Regions from separate parts of the Anser cygnoides genome. Here region 2 is linked to region 1. The links are chromatin contacts, called in public Hi-C maps. All regions are on one chromosome and are shown on one strand. Each heading gives the region's core, a stretch centred on a gene start, on an enhancer-like site or on the middle of the called end of the contact. The rest is flanking DNA. Distances are from core to core; before and after follow the strand shown.

Region 1 (7,531 bases), core at 3,354-5,853:
TTACCTCTCCTCTCTGAACCTGGGCATAAAAAAACAGGGGGTGGTCCTGCGCAGGGCTGGGTGCAAGGGGACGCCTGGCTCCCCACTGGCACCATCCCCAGCGCTCTGCCGGAGGGCTTGTGCAGCCAGACCGTGCTGGTGCTGGCGCGGGAGGAGCCAGGTGTCCCCAGGACGCTGCCGGTGTGTCTCGAGCTCCACTGGCCTTGGGCGAGCAGGGCCATGGCGGTGCTGGTGCCTGGGGGGACAGGGCAGGGAGGGAAGCTCAGCCTGAAAAATGAGATGCTTGCGTGCTCTCTTCCCACATCCCGAGCAACAAAATAAATAACAATAATGAAAAAAAAAAAGCGACCCGTGCTCTTTGAGGACACACACGTAGGGAAAAGGGGAGACGAGGTTTGCGTAACTGTTGAGATGTGGATCGCTCTTTAAATATCTGCGGGTGACTCTGCACCTCTCCGCCCACGCACCTTTGCACTGAACTAGGGGAGGGGGCGGCTAGTCCTACGTGGCATCAGTTGTCACTCGTATTACACACTTTTTAATATATATTTTTTTAAGGGTGTACATTGTGTGAGAAAGGAGGCCGGCCCCGAAATACCCCGTGAGCCTTCTTGGCAGCGTAAGGCACTTATTTAAGGCGCTGGCCTTAACTTCTCTTCTTGCTTCCTCCCCTCGGAGCGGCGTCAGGGTGCTCAGGCTCCCTCCAGGGACCGCAGCAGCTCATGACTGTGCTGCACAGGACCCCGCTTGCTGCCCTGCTCGTCCCTGCTCGAGTGTCTCAGCCCCGCGTTCCCAGGCAGCCCCCGGCCGGGCTGGCAGCAGCAGCAGCAGTCAGGGCTGGGGATTGCGCAGGGGCCGTGCTGTAGCCTTGGCAATGACCCGCAGGCCAGCGGTTCAGCGAACTCGGGCTTCTTACGCAGAAGCTGTAGGCAGGGGCCTCCTGCTCCGTTTGCTGCAGGGCGCGGAGCAGCGCTGGGGGGCCGCTAGCCCACGGGGGCACTCGGTATTTGCCTCCCGGTGGGGAGGATTTGCCTTTCCCACTTGGTCTGGGTGTTTGGCGCGGACCCTCGCTCGCTGGTTCGTCCCAGGTCATCTCCTCGCAAGGAGGGAAACCAAAGAAACGCGGTGACGGGGGGAGCCCTGCAGGCGCGAGCGGTGCTGGGCTGCTCTGGGCGTCCGCAGCGCAGGAGATCGAGCGCACCAGTGGCAGCCAGCACGAAACAGCAGCGCTCGTCCCCGCCGCTCGCAGACAGAGGGGTGTTTCTCCTGACCCGATATAATGGAGTAATTCAGCTCTGCGGAGGGCTCGCGCTCCTCTCCCCTCCCCTATGGCATCTCTGGCCTCGTTCAGCCCAGAGGAGCGGGTCCTGTGCCTGGACCTGCACGGGGCTGTTCTCCTCGGCCACCCTGTGTCTCTGAGCGCGCGCACAGCTTGCCCTGCGTGCGCAAAGGCAGTGTTTTCCTTTTTCCTTTTAATCCTCCTTGTACCTGAGCTGAATGTGTGCAGAGAGCCGGCTGTAATTTCCAGCTGACCTTACTTTTGGCAGCTTGTTAGCTAGCTAGCAGGCGCTGCGGGGAATTCCTGGCTGCTACACCTGCTTCCTCTGCTGGCATATTTCTTGCACAAAGTGCTAAAAGGGGGCAGCTGCGCATCGCTTCTTCCCTGGGTGGTTCTCTGCCGGCCTGGCACGCCGCCTCCCCAGGCACAGGATGACGATCCTGTGCCAGTTGAATTAAAAATCACAATGACTGGAGCGAACAGGCACTGAAGGACCTAGGGGTCTTGGTCTGATCTCAGGAGCCGCGGTGCAAGCAGGACGGGCCGTGAGGAGCCGTAAGGACTCGCTGGTGCCAGCCCCCGCCCACGCAGGGGTTGTGGAGCAGTAACGGCACCTTCAGCCCAGGAAAACCACGTGGAAGGAGCCGCAGTCGCCGTGGGTCGCAGCAGCTTTCTCAGCACTTCCCAGTTTCTTGCCTCAATAGATCGCTGTTAATCCTCAGAAATTTCTGCAGCGTTGCCGTGCTGCCAGATCCTACTAATTCTTTGAAAATGTCACTGAAAGCTGCTGATACAGAGATCCGTGAGCAGCGGAGCCTTTCCTGCAGCCTCACTGCTGGGCACTCCGGTGTGCCTTCTTCCTGTGTGTGCGCCTCCTGCCTTACAGAAAGGTCGGCCTGGGCAGCGCCAGCCACGTGGGAGCACCGCAGGTTGTTCCCGCTGTGTGTTTGCATGCACGCAGACCTGGCGTGAGCACGTTGCTGCTTCAAATGGGAGCCTGGAACTGCTCACACCATCTCTGCCCACCGAGGGGCTGAGCCGAACGCCGGGCCCTTCCCCGGCAGGTCTGGCTGCGCTGGCTGCCAGGGCTGTTCCCTCCGAGGGACTGCTGCGGGGCCGCTGCCAGCGAATGGGCGCGTTCACCCTCGTTTGTTGAGGTTTGTAATCCCATGTATTAGCTTAATCCGCCAGAGACCGAGTTGGAGTCCTCGTGCTAATGCTGCGCCGGCCCAGCGTTGCCTGGAGTGCCCTGGCGCAGGCGGGATTAGCGCTTCCCGGCTGACGCCTCCGATGCAGCCTCTGAGAGCAAGAGGAGCCCTGGTCTCGTGCGCGCCTCGTTCGCAGTGTGCTGGGCCGCGAGCAGGGCAGGGGCGTGGGGGGTGCCGGCGGGCAGGGCTGCAGGGCTCCGCGTCCTGCCGCGCAGCGCGGGGCTGCCTTCTGCTCCTCGCGCAAATATCAGGCGCCGACCTGCGCCTTTCCCGGCCTCCACCCGGACGCCGACCCCGTCAGCTTCAGGAGGGATCCCGAGCTGTGCATTTTCAGTGCTGCCACCAGCTGAACTCTCCTTGCCCGGGGGCGTTGGGGGGCTGGCCGCGGGCAGCAGGGGCTCGCATCACCACGAGCAGGGGAATGGGGGGCACCGGGCACCAGTCTGTGCTGCGTGGCTTGGCCAGCACCGTTAATGCATCGCTCAGTAAGTAGCCAGAGAGGAATTGCCATATGGCCAGGCCTGCTGCTCCTCTGTTAGAAGAACCAAGAAATACGCGCGGGCCAAAAGCTCGGCTTGTTGCTGCTCTGGAGCAGCGGTGGCTGCTGGCCTCTGGTGCCAGCCGGGAGCTGGTGGTCGGGGCAGGAACTGGCTCCTGCACCCGGGGTGGAGGACATCTACCTCCTGGTCACGGCTGCAGAGCAGGCAGCACCCTCCTCCCTGGGGAGCAGAGGGAGCGATGCACCGAGTATTCCTGCTTTTAGCCCTTGTCGAGCTGTGGACAAAGCCTGGCGAGGCAGGGCGAGGTGCATTGTACCCTGCGCTGCCGCTCCAGTTGTCTGGCCCCGCAGGCTCCCGCGTGCTCAGACGTCTGGGCTGTCCCTCCCGGTGCATCGGAGCGTGAGATTTCAGTGGGGTGAGTAACAAGGCTCGACTGAGGCTGTGTGTGTGTGTGTGTCGGTGGCCGAGGCATCTCCCTGCCCTCTGCTGGCTTCTCTCCAGCTCCATGCCCCGCTGGCAGCAGCCCGGCGGCGCTGGCTTTGTCCCGGTGGCGGTCAGCCTGCTCGGAAGCAGGCAGGCCGCTGCTGAGGTGCAGGAGGTGCTTTGCTGTGAGGCGCAGAACTCCTTGGTCCTGCGGGGAACTTGGATGGAATTACTGGGGCTGGGGGAGCAAAGCTGGGAGGAGGCGTTTGGCCGATGTCTCTGTGGCAGCGCTGGTTTGAACTCGTAGCCCAGGCAGGTCTGGCTCCACCTGTAGGGTAAGAGCAGCTTGCCCGCATGGGCTGCCAGTGGAAAAGCTGCAGAAAAACCCATGGAGAGCCGGCTTCCTCGTTCCTGAGCCCCAGCCCTGGCTGATGCCGCTTCTCCCTGCATGGCATGGGGCACAGCGCTGCCCTCGCCCGCATCGCTGCCAGCACCGGGCGCACCTGAGCTTGGCAGGGGGACCTTGGCTCGGATCACTTGTTCAGCAGTGTAAATACCGGCGTGCTGCGGTTTCTCCCCCTCCCACGGTTAAAATAGCGTCCTGCTTTCTCAGCGGCCGTGCCTTGAGCAGGATGGAGGCAGCGTGCTGGCTTACAGGGGGCACGGGCAAACCTTCATGTGTCAGTCCAGAGCTGTCTGCGGGTGCGTCCGGCTCCGGGGCTGGCTCAGGAGTACGCTCGGCTCGAGTTTTGCATGGGAGTGCTGCGTGGCCCTGGGGAGAGCCCGTTAACCTCTGTCCCTCCACGGCACATCGGGGAGCCGAGCTGCACCCCAGTCACCTCCTGGGCACCAGGGAGAGGGCTCGCTGTGGATGGAGGAGATTCCTTTCTGCACACGATGGACCAAGCCCTTCCTCATCTCCTCCTGACAAGCGAACGGCCCATGTCCAAACGTGGAAGGGGACCGGCAGGGCCGTGAAAGGGAGAGTCCTGAGGCCAGACAAATCCCTGCTGGCAGCAGAAGCAAGGAGGGAAATCTCCAAGGTCATTCTGTGCTCTCCATGCCGTTAGCGTGTCCCTGCTGCTCCAGGTTTGTTGTTTTCCCAGCTGTGGCAGCCTGTCGGGGCAGCAGCTCCTTTCTCTCCAGGAATTTTTAGGGAGGATGTTTCCAGCGTGGGAGCAGCCCAGCCCCCTGGCTCAGCTCCTATCGGAGGAAAGGTACGGCCCCGTGTCGGAGCCCTGCTAATCCGGCTGCCTCCACTGCCTAGTGACTTTCTCAAGGTATTTTTAGCTGTACGTAAACTTCAGGAAAAGCTTCTGCGTCTGAACACACAGCGGCCTTTGTTTGGGCTTCGGGGAACATCGAGGTAATGGCTGCGGTGGCCTGCACGGCCCTTTCCCCTCGCTTTGTGCATTTAAAAGCTGCCCGGGAGCCCTTGGGCGTGCTGTGCGCTGCCAGGGCCGCCCCGGTCTCTTGCTGGAGCGTGTCCTTAGCGCAGCTCCTGCTCCCGAGGCAGCCCTCTGCCTTCCCAAAGGGCTGGGGCAGTGTTTGCATGCCGGGGCGGCCACCAGAGGAAACCTTTGGACCTCTGTCAGCTGCCAGCAGCGGTCTCTGTCGCGAAGCCAGCCTGGGTGTCCCGCTGCCGCTGTAGGGCCGTGGTGCACGAGGACAGCCTGGCCGTGCTGCCTCCAACCCGTGCCAGAGGGAGGGCAAGCGCTGCGTGTCCCTTGCAGGGTGCCAGGGTGGCTTTCGGTGCTGATTTCCGGGTGAGAGGAGCCAGGGTGGCTGGGGCAAGGGCAGCTGCAGATTGTCCCCTTTGTAACAAACCGTGCCGGCGTTTGGGAATGGGAGCTCAGCCTGTGGGGCAGAGCTGCCGGCTGGAGAGTTCAGGGGTGGTTGTCACCTCCCTGTCCCAGTACAGGGGGGACCGCGCACCGGGCTCGCCAGCTTCCCCTCTGCCAAAGCCACCCGACACGTGGCAAAATCCCCAAATGGCTCGGTGATCCCAGGCGAGGCAGGCGCGGAGCTACCTCTGTGCCCGTGCCGGGGGGATCCCTGCCAGCAGAGATGAGCGGGAGCCCTGGGAGCAGCTCGGCGTGGGGCTGCTGCCAAATGTCTGCCCCTGTCCTGCTGGACCCGGGCTTCCCAGCAGCCCTGCCGCTCCGCCAGGCGCCCGAACACACCTGTGCTTTTGTGGGAGCCTCCCATTTGGCCAGGATCTTCTGTTTTTCTTCTACTTTTATTAGCCCTTGTCCCAGGAACGGCTCTGGCACTGAGTTGTTGTGCTCGTCCCGCCGTGCAGGCTCCTGGATGCTGCTGCGTGCACCCGGGCTGGTGCTCACAGCCCGCCTGCTCCAGCAGCCCCCGCCCTGGCACCACGGGCAAGAAACTCGGGTGTCTGGGGGGGAGCTGGGGCTCTGCGAGCACCCAGCCCTTGTTACCTGGGCACAGCACGCCTCAGGGCTGGCACAGAGCTGCTCCGTGCTGCCGGGGTGGCGGGGGAAGGAGGGTGTGCGATGGGAAGGCTCAGGCCTGAAAACCAGGGCTGCTGCTAATTGCCTGCAGCGTCTCTCCGCTTAATGGAGCTGAGGGCAGGGCTCGTGGCATTCCCCTGGCTCGTTGTGGCTCTCAGTTAACGCTGGTGCTTGGGCTTGGTGTGCGCTGTTGGGTGCTCTGTGCTGAACTCCGCTGGAGGCTGGGGAATGGCATCGGTGCCACCAAGTCAGTTGCTGGCGGCTCCCAGAGCCCAGCCGCATCCTCTGTGAGCGGCGTGGGCCTGGCAGCCTGCCCCTGCCTGGTGCTGCACGGGGTGGGCTTCATCTCTCGCCCCGTGCAATTTTAAGGACCCCTGGTTTTCCACTAGGGGTTGGAAACTGAGGGCGTGAAGCGCTGGCAGCTTCACTTCCAGCCCGGCTTTGTTTGGTGGACGTGGGCTGGGCAGGAGCTGGGCCTGCAGAGAGCGAGGGCCCGGCTGTGAGGCCGCAGCGTTGCATGGAGCCCCAGAAACTCTTGGAGCAGTGACCAAGCACCGGGTTAGTTAGCAAGGCTTTGCCCTGTAACCAGAAAAGACGCCCGTCTCCCAGACTGCTGCCTTTCACCCAGCGAGACTTTCCCGAGAAGGGAACAGAAGCCTGGGGTGGCCGGAGGCTGGCAGCGCGGGCTTTGCCTTGCTTTATGCCTCCACCTTGTGACAAGCCGGCACGTTGCATTTCAGCCTACGTAGCCTGGTTCTGTCTGGGGGACGGGGAGGGCGATCACCGGGGGGGTGTTTTAGTGGGGTGCTGGGAGTGAGCAGACCGTCCCCTTCCATCCCACACGGACAGCTCTCGCTTCTCCTTGGCTCCCTCTGCAGCGGCCCCAGCCCAGACGTGTTGGGGCTGTGCCGGAGGCGGGCTGCCAGCAGCGAGGGCAGCGCTGCCTGACGTGAGAAGGGGACGGGGCCGAACACCGCCTTGTCTGCCTGGAACCACGCTGCAAATGGGGGCAATTCCCCCCAGATTCTTCCCCCCCTTCCCCGGCCCTGTGATCCGCTCAGTCCCCTGGCGCTGGGACCGTTCCTGTCAGCTCTGCGGAGCCAGCACTGCGGACAGGCAAGCTGCCTCCTTGCACCAACCCAGCAGCTAGCCAAATCCCGAGCCTCGGCACCTCCAGCAGCGATCCTACAAAGGGGAACAAATGCAGCGTGAGTTACTCGGTGTCCAGGTCCGCTGTTAGCACAGCCAAGCTGGAAACAAACCCTCCCATGTTTACACACGTTCAGCAAACGTGGAAGGCCCTCTGCGTCTCGGGGCTCGTCTGACGGCAGGCGGCCTGCGGAGCTGCCCGATGCTGCCGGGTCACGCTGTGGGCCTGGTTTGGGGTCGCCGCTGCCCTGGGAGGGGTGTGGGACCCGGCTGGGCGCTGGGGAGGGCGGGTTGGGGGATCCTGGGCTTGTAGCTGTGGTTTTAGCCGTGTCTTGGCTCCGCTCTGTGCCCTCGAGGCTGCTGTTGGGGAGTGAGATCGCTGAAGAAAACCAGCGCCGAGGTTTGAGCTTCCAGCGCTGGGCTGCAGCCAGGGGCCGGGAGCCCGCAGCCTGCCCCGAAGTGCTCGGTGCCGTGGGGGGGAATTCACGGCCTCGGTTT
Region 2 (7,531 bases), core at 2,644-5,143, 73 kb before region 1:
ACTTCGAGGTCTGAGAAGTGCAGGGAGGTGGATGTGGCTGTAAGCAGAGGACTACGGAGAAGTATAGCAGAGGGACCCTGTGATTTTGGCAGCAGCAAGCTGCTCTGTTTGACCTCAGTCTTGATGATATCACGAGTTTTCTGCATACGTTTCTCAGACCTCTGCTCCTTATGTGGATGGATGGTCATAGCCACCTTCCTGGACTACCTGTTGTAAAAGCCAATAAGGAAAAGTTTTTGCAAAGTTCTCAACAAGAACATCTGCTTATGTAGTCAAGGTTTGGCACATCCTTGCGAGTCTCAGTCTCTTTTTTCGTGTTGTACAGTTGAGACATTCAGTGACCTGGCCTTCAGTGACATATTTCTGCATCTGCTCACTGGTAACCTCACACTGCTGGGTGATGAATTTGCACTCGAGGAGTTCTGCACCAGTCTCTTTGATGGCTTCTTTCTCACTGCTTGCTCAAGGTAAATCTGATTTTCCTCAGATGTGTTTACGAGATAGCTGAGAGAGCCTGTACTTCTCTGAACTGTTGTTTAATATTTCAGCAAATTATTCATGCATAATTGAAATCAGCCTGATACTGTTTTCTGTTTTTCTTTTAGGAAAGGCTTATGTTTTGTTTAAAAAAATAAAAAATAATAAAAAAAAATTGTTAGTTGTTAATTGTAAATTATTGCCTAAAATGTAATTCATTGTTCTCAAGTTGGAGTTGCAAAAGATAATATCCTTCGTGTTTTGTGATAGCTGTGACTTTGACGCACTAACTGCAGCTCTTTCCAGTATCAGCGGCACACAGCAAACCTGTTTGTTAGTTCTTTTAAGTCAGTGTGGTTCAGCTGGTGGCCAGATCTGGGAGGCTTCCCCAGATGTGACTAGAGCTGCTGTTCAGGCACGGCAGTATTCGGTGCTGCTGCTGCCACCGCCATTTCCTCCGCATGCACTGAGGGCCAAACGTCCCCCTGTATGTGCACGTGGCCTATTCGGTGCAGCTGAGAGACAAAAATATCTGCCCTGTGCTGTAGTCTGTGCTTAAAATCCACCTCTATTTCCCCCATGGTTGCTACAGTTGGTCCACCCTTGTTGAATTAATTACATGAATTGCTTGGAAGTCTAAGGCAGGGATAGCACTTTGGCATGCAGGCAATTCTCAGTTATTTGGGGAGATTACAACAAAGCTGGCAGTCTGTGGCTGTGTTAGGTATTCTTCTGGTAGTGTTGCTATAGGCTTCTCATTCTTTGAAACTGTGATTGTTTATATCAGCTACTCTGCTTTAAAATTGCTTTTTGCAGAAAGGACAATGTACATAGACATGTGCTGAGACTGCTGCTTCATCTGCATCACAAAGTGGCGCCTGCCAAATTAGAGTCTCTCCAGAAGGCTTTGGAACCCACCAAACAGGTAAGAAGGGAAACATGAGAAAGGGAAAATTAATTGCAAATGAAAGCAGCTGCCTTTCCAGACGTTGCTTAATGGAACGCGTGCTCTGCTCAGATAGCAGCTTTCCAAGTTGTCTTAATTACCTTGTAACTTCCTCTTTCTGTGTTGGTTTGTGTTAAAACATTGAGGGTAATTGCATATTTAGTGCTGTAGCTAGTAGTAGCAAGAATGAAGTCTGACTCTCCTGTTTTTCCCCTTCTCTAAATCTCTTTCTGCAGAGTGGGGAAGCTGTGAAGGAGCTTTATAACCAACTCAGTGAGAAACTGGAGCTTCGCAAGCCTAGTCCAGCCGAAGTGACTGAGACTCCCTCCATGGAACTGCCCTTGCCCACTGTGCCCACACCAGCCTCACGCTGAGCTATGTTTGTAGTGCAAGAGTGAGACATGAGAAAAACTAACCTAGTGCTCAGCAGCGTGAAGGCACTGTACTGCCTTGTCAAGTGTCTCTGCCTACAGGGTGGAAACAAACAAAAAAAAGCCACTGAAGCTCTTTCAGGAAACACTGCAGTTTACCCAACTCACTGGCCCTTGCTGGTTAGAAAACTCTGTATGCAGTGCATTGCAGAGGTTTACTTTTCATAAAGATAGCTGAGTGTCTTCTTGTAGATCACTTAAAACCGACTGTACAATTTTTTTTTTTCAAAAACAAAAGGCGTATTTTTAAGCTTTGCATCTTGTATTCTTAAACTCTATTTCAAGAACTGATAAATGAGTGTCTAACTTAGGGTTGAGCAGATAGTGTGAGCTCCTGAAGGCTAAGCAAGACTTTTTCCCTGGCTGTTAGTGTGCTCCTCTGGGTCTTTAGATCAGATGCTCAGCAGATGGAAATGTCAGAGGAAATAAGCTCCACTGATAGGATTTCCTGTTTGAGGTTCTAGCTCTTCGCTACGTGGTAAGACATGCTGCGTTACTCAGAGATGTCTACCACTGTCAGTAGACCAAGAAGCAACGAGCAGCCATCTTATGAAGAAGGCCAGAAATTGAGTCTGGCTCTTGCTTGCCTTTTCTCCCCACTTTTCTTCAGAGGAGTAGCTTTGAGTGAATCTTGGAGCCAGTGAGGTAAAACCAGAACTACTATGTTCCCAAATGGCAGTGGGGTTTGAGTGTAGGTTTTGAGTGACATTCTAACTGAAAAAATAGCCTGTGTCTTCATGGCTTATCTGTGTTGCTGTCTGTACTGATACTGTTAATTCCTGTTCTGCTTTTACTGCTGCCTCAGTGTAAATGTCAGGCAGAGTGTGCAGGAAGGTGAGCATGGGAAAAGAATAAGCTGTGTGAGTTTACAAGTGACTTTGCATTGATTTCAGCAGGTACAATATATCTGAAAAGAATCTCACCAGTCCTCTAAGCAGGAAGCTGTCTGTATGAATTGTTCCGAATTGCAGAATAACTCAGGTATTGAAGGCACCTCTGAGGGTCTTTGGTTCACCCTCAGACTAGTGCCTACCTAGATGACGTTGCTCAGGAGCAGGACTTTGTATTTACCTCTTAATTTCTTAAGGTTTCTGTCAGGCCATTTCTCCAGCCTGTTGAGTTCCCTCTGAACAGGAGCTCTGCCCAGTGCGTCAGCCATTCTCACAACTTGATACCATTTGCAAACTTGCTGAGGGTGTGTTCTGTCTTTAGGTTACAAATAGAGGCATTAAATAATATTAGCCCTATTACTGACCCCTGAGGAATGTTACGTGTAACTGGCTGCCAGTTGGACTTTGTGCTGTTGGTCACAACCCTCTGGACCTGGTGTCTTGCCAGTTTTCCACGTGGCAATCTGCACCACAGCAAAGGGATTTGACTGTATGTGTTCTTCAGACGGTTGTGTCCAAAGCCCTTTAAGGTCAAGGTAAACTCTGCTGCTCTCCCCTCGTCTACCAAGCCAGGTATCCCTTCTTAGAAGGTTGTCAGGTTTGTCAGGCACAATTAACCCTCGGAGCCCACCCATGCTGGCTGTGCCCAGTTACTTTCTTGCCCTTTTATTTTCCCATCACCCTTTTTTTTTTCTTGGAACTTGAGCACTCCCAATGCCAAGTCATATTCATGAGACTTCTCCATTTCCTGAAGCTGTGTACAAAAAAACCAAAAAGGTGCTCATTAAGCAGAGATGGAAATCCCTCCCCAAAGCTGCCGACTCCCTCTTTGTGTCACTTTCTTTCTCCTGAGATTGGGTTCTGCATGAGGAAAGTGAGCACCATCTCTCTTTATTGCCTCCGTGCCTCCTTGTTTTTCCATTTATGCAGGGACTTGCCTGTATCTCATGGGAAAACTGGGAAGGCAGGTTGGGTTTGTGTACAGACAAGGGTGCTGCCCTCTAGTCCAAGCTGCCTTTGTGCACCTCGTCTCCACTCTGACTCCTGGGGTCAGTATTGCTTTTGGCAGACTCTCGGCAGTTCTTGGCATCGAACTTGCTGGAAACAGGAACTGGTTATTACAATCAATCCTTTCTTGCAAAGCTTTGTTTTTAAACCGTTTAAACTGTCATGTAACTTACACAAAGCAACATCCCACACTGCTGGTGAACCTTTCGCAATGAACCTTCTCAAGTCCATGTTCTGTTCAGGCTCTGAGTTTCTTTTAGGTTTGTGTTAGGGATTCTTTCTGTCACTAAAGGCTTCCCATGTACAGCAGGCTGACTTGCTCTGCTCCTGAAGCATGAACTTCTTTTAATCCAGTCTGACTGTGCTACTTACTGCTAGGCAGAAAGGCCTCTTGTGTTTTAGCCCGTATCCACAGTGCTGATTTTTTTTTTCCCCTGTTTTTTCAGATGGTGCAAAGACATTGAAGCCCAGAGCCCAAACTCTGCAGGTTGTTGCTTCAGCTGAGGAGGGAAAATCTGGGGCAGGGGAGAATTGGAATGGCTGCCAGTCCGTGCTCTCTTGGCCAGCTTTCTTGCAAAAAGATGTGATAAGTTAGAGGAAACAATTTTCAGAAAATATTTTCAGAAGTGAGCATCGAAGTCTGTTACCGTTCTTTGAGGTGAAGATAGTTTTGCTCCAGAAATTAAACAGACTGATGCTTTTGTGTCAGATTGCCCAGCGGCACACTGCCAGGTGCAGTACCACTGGGCTGTTAATGGGAATTGTATTTTCTTTTTCCCTCTTCAAGTAGCCCTTTGCAATTGATGCGGAGATGCAGCGAGGTTGCAAGCAGCGTGCAGTGCTGCGGATGCTCGCTGGAGGGCAGCGCGCCACCGACTGCCCTTCCCTGCCGCCCGAAATCCCTCCCAGCTTGGCATGGAGCAGGGAGCTGGAGCTGCTCCCTGTTTGCACTCATGTTACAGTTTGTCTTTACGACGGGGATGCGATACCTGCGGTACGGAAAAATAGTGCATTCTCTCCAAACCTGCTGCGCCTGACTGGGGAATGAATTTTTGCAATGAATTCTAATTAGCTTGAGCAATCTGGTCCTCTCTGTGTGCTTTTCCAGGGAGATCATAGTAACTAATAGCCCAGAGAGGTTCTTCAGGCTTTTTGGATGGTTAACATTTAACTGAAATTTTATGTTGAGCTGTGAAACAAGTCATTTGGATTGAGCTACATTAGCAGGTTGATAGAGCACTGTAACTGCAATATTGCAGTTGATAAAAGCAGCTCTGAAATTCAGTTACTGAGGCCTCCACTGGCAGAAGAACTGGGTCTACTTTATACAAAATTAGTGGAAAAGATGGTTACTATATACCTTCCTGTGACATACTGACTTGATGCAGGAAAGCTCTTTGTGGACCCAAGCTCTAAGGAGACAGAACAAATCTACTTGAACAGAAGGACTGTGAAGACCCCCCCCTGGGTACCCATCAGCTGCTGAGGGTCTCCTCTGTTTTGTCCGAACTGAGGTTTTTAGGTGATTCCTGGCCACCTCTCTATATAAAAGTAAAAAGGAAACCTGCCATAGGTTTAACTTTGAAGAACTGAGTTAGAAGATGTTGGCCTGCTTGTGTAGTGCACATGGGGCCTGTTCTTGCAGAGGGGAAGCTCGGGCTGTCCTGAACTTCCCCCTTGAGGTCCCTGGATGTCTAGCTCAGGACACAGGTCGGCCAGCAGGTGAGGATGGCGTGGATGAGGAGGCTCCTGCTGCCAGCTTCCTCGCTGCTCCTTACGTGAGGCAGTTCTGCCTTGCTAGTGGAGCAGCCGGTTCCTCGCACCTGGACAGCTGTCAGCACTTGCCAGGGACCAGCCTTCATCTTTCAAGGCTGGCCAGCCCTTGGTGTATGGCCCTTCACAGGGAAAATGATGCTCTACCATCGTCATCTCCCCTGCCTTAAACTGAGCTACGTGACTTGGTCTCGTCATGTCTCTTACCTGTAACGCTCTAGCAAACAGCAATCTCCTCTTGTTCTAATTTCATGCCTCAGCCCACTGTGCTGCCTCAGGTAAAGCTCAATTTTGGGACAAAGCAAGGAGCTGGGCATCAGGCTTACAAGTGACTGGTCCTCTGCTCTGTCCCATCAGGACTCTACAGTGGCAGGGAGGTTCCTGCAGGGGAGGCTCTGTGCCACCCCAAACACTGCCCCAGCACGGTCCTCACCAGTGTCACTTTGGGGAACAGGTATGAAAATTCACCAAAGTGAGCCTGGTAAGTGTTACCGACGTACAAACATCGCAGCATTCCCTTTCTCAAGCATTTAAAGCTTCAAAACCCAAGTAATCAGGTTTTCTGGTCTTAATAATTTCAGCAGCCACAGAACCACAGGGAAGCATCTGTTGTGTTTTCACATGATGTGTTCTTCGCTACCTCCTCTGCTGTACCGGTGCATCACCAGACAATGAACAGAGGTCCCTGGGTCAACAGACAATGAATAGAGGTCCCGAGCAGTTCCCTGGGAAGGAGCAGAGGTTGTCAGCCCCAGACAGCACAGAGCCCTCCGGATCTCTCTCTGTACTGCTGAAGTGCTTGGAAAGCCACCAAATTGTTCTTGCTATGATTTCCAAGATTGGCTGCTGGGGTGTGTGTTGTTGAAGCAGATATATGCATCTTTACGTGCATTTTCTCAGCCTGATGAGGTTTGTGCCATGGAGAAGTGCAAAACTGCACCGGAGGTACCAAGGCTTGATGCGCCCCTTTGGTGGGAGTGGAAGGTCACAGCAGGGAAGGGTAGGAGGTCAAATCTGGGTACGAGGTCAGATCCTGGGTGCTCTGTGCTGGTAGGCGGTCCTGCTCATCTTGGCTTTGTCTGCAGTTCAGTGAGTTTGTTGCTGAATTTCCCCTTCTCAGCAAGTCTTTGGGTGGTGTCAACTCCTGTGGTGGTTTTCTTATTTGGCACAAGGAGCGTGGTCCTTTGCTGGCCTTCTCCTACTGACTTTGCCCTGAGCAGCCTGCAGCACCTGATGTTAGGCTGGACCCGTACCCCTGCTTCTGCATGTGCCTTCACCTTGCCTTCACCTCCTTCTGGTGCCCTGCTTCCCTGGAGCTCCCTGGGGCTGGGGTAATATCTCTGATTTACTGCTCCCTTTTGGGGAAGGGCTTGTCCTTCGCTTGGCAGATGCCTCACCAACACTAGTTTGCAGACCTGGCAGTTAGGAGGAAAACGTGGTTCTTGCTGATGCTGTTTCAGTGCCTTGGCAGCATCTACCAAAGTCCTGCTGGGCTCAGGAAGAACCTGAGCACGTTATTCTAGTATGTCCTCACTGTTAAAGCTCCTGATTTTCCACTGAGATCCATCCATTTCAGGGACTTAAACCTTGACCTTTTGATGAGGGACCATGTGTGTCCACCCAGTGCCTTTAGCTCTAAAATTTAGACAGGAGCCACTCTCACACCTCCTTTGCGCAGAAGCAGTGGAAGGACAGCAAGGAAAGGGGTGAGCTTGACAGACGGGATGGTTACTGTTGTGACAGAGTACTCAGGAGCCTTTTTCTCTAGAAGAACCTCCAGTTATGCTACGGCCACAGTGTCTCAATAGAGTCATTAGGGGTGCAACAAGAAACCCCGTTGCACCAATTTCCTCCCATAGAAGGAAGCTTATTGTTCAAAAAGGGCTGGATCCTGACAGCTGTAATTCCTGCACTTCTCCGGATTAAACCTAAATTGGTGGAAAAGAACAGTTATGAAATCAACCTCCTAGAGAGCGCTGATTGCCGGCTTTGGATTTCCAACCCGT

Evidence for each region. Hi-C and Micro-C count contacts between places; a contact is called where the count stands out from the background.
Region 2: a Hi-C map of liver shows a contact between it and region 1, with 3 times the contacts expected there. The contact joins two enhancer-like sites. A contact is called at or near these places in 2 of 7 Hi-C or Micro-C datasets (both in liver).

What each region holds. Positions count from the first base shown.
Region 1 is chr20:10,113,378-10,120,908 of Taihu_goose_T2T_genome, reverse strand. All of the region lies in intron 2 of ARRDC1 (arrestin domain containing 1), which reads left to right. Among named protein-coding and RNA genes, the nearest start is that of EHMT1, 14 kb to the right of the region's middle. Within about 2 kb of position 4,603, at least 2 of the 3 cell types and tissues checked have open chromatin away from gene starts, as enhancers often do. A contact at or near this core is called in liver, where this site is marked.
Region 2 is chr20:10,186,158-10,193,688 of Taihu_goose_T2T_genome, reverse strand. It overlaps NELFB (negative elongation factor complex member B), which reads left to right. Exons shown (of 13, transcript XM_066980530.1): 11 at 326-467; 12 at 1,294-1,402; 13 at 1,660-2,109. The coding sequence ends at 1,797. Among named protein-coding and RNA genes, the nearest start is that of NELFB, 13 kb to the left of the region's middle. Within about 2 kb of position 3,893, at least 1 of the 3 cell types and tissues checked has open chromatin away from gene starts, as enhancers often do. A contact at or near this core is called in liver, where this site is marked.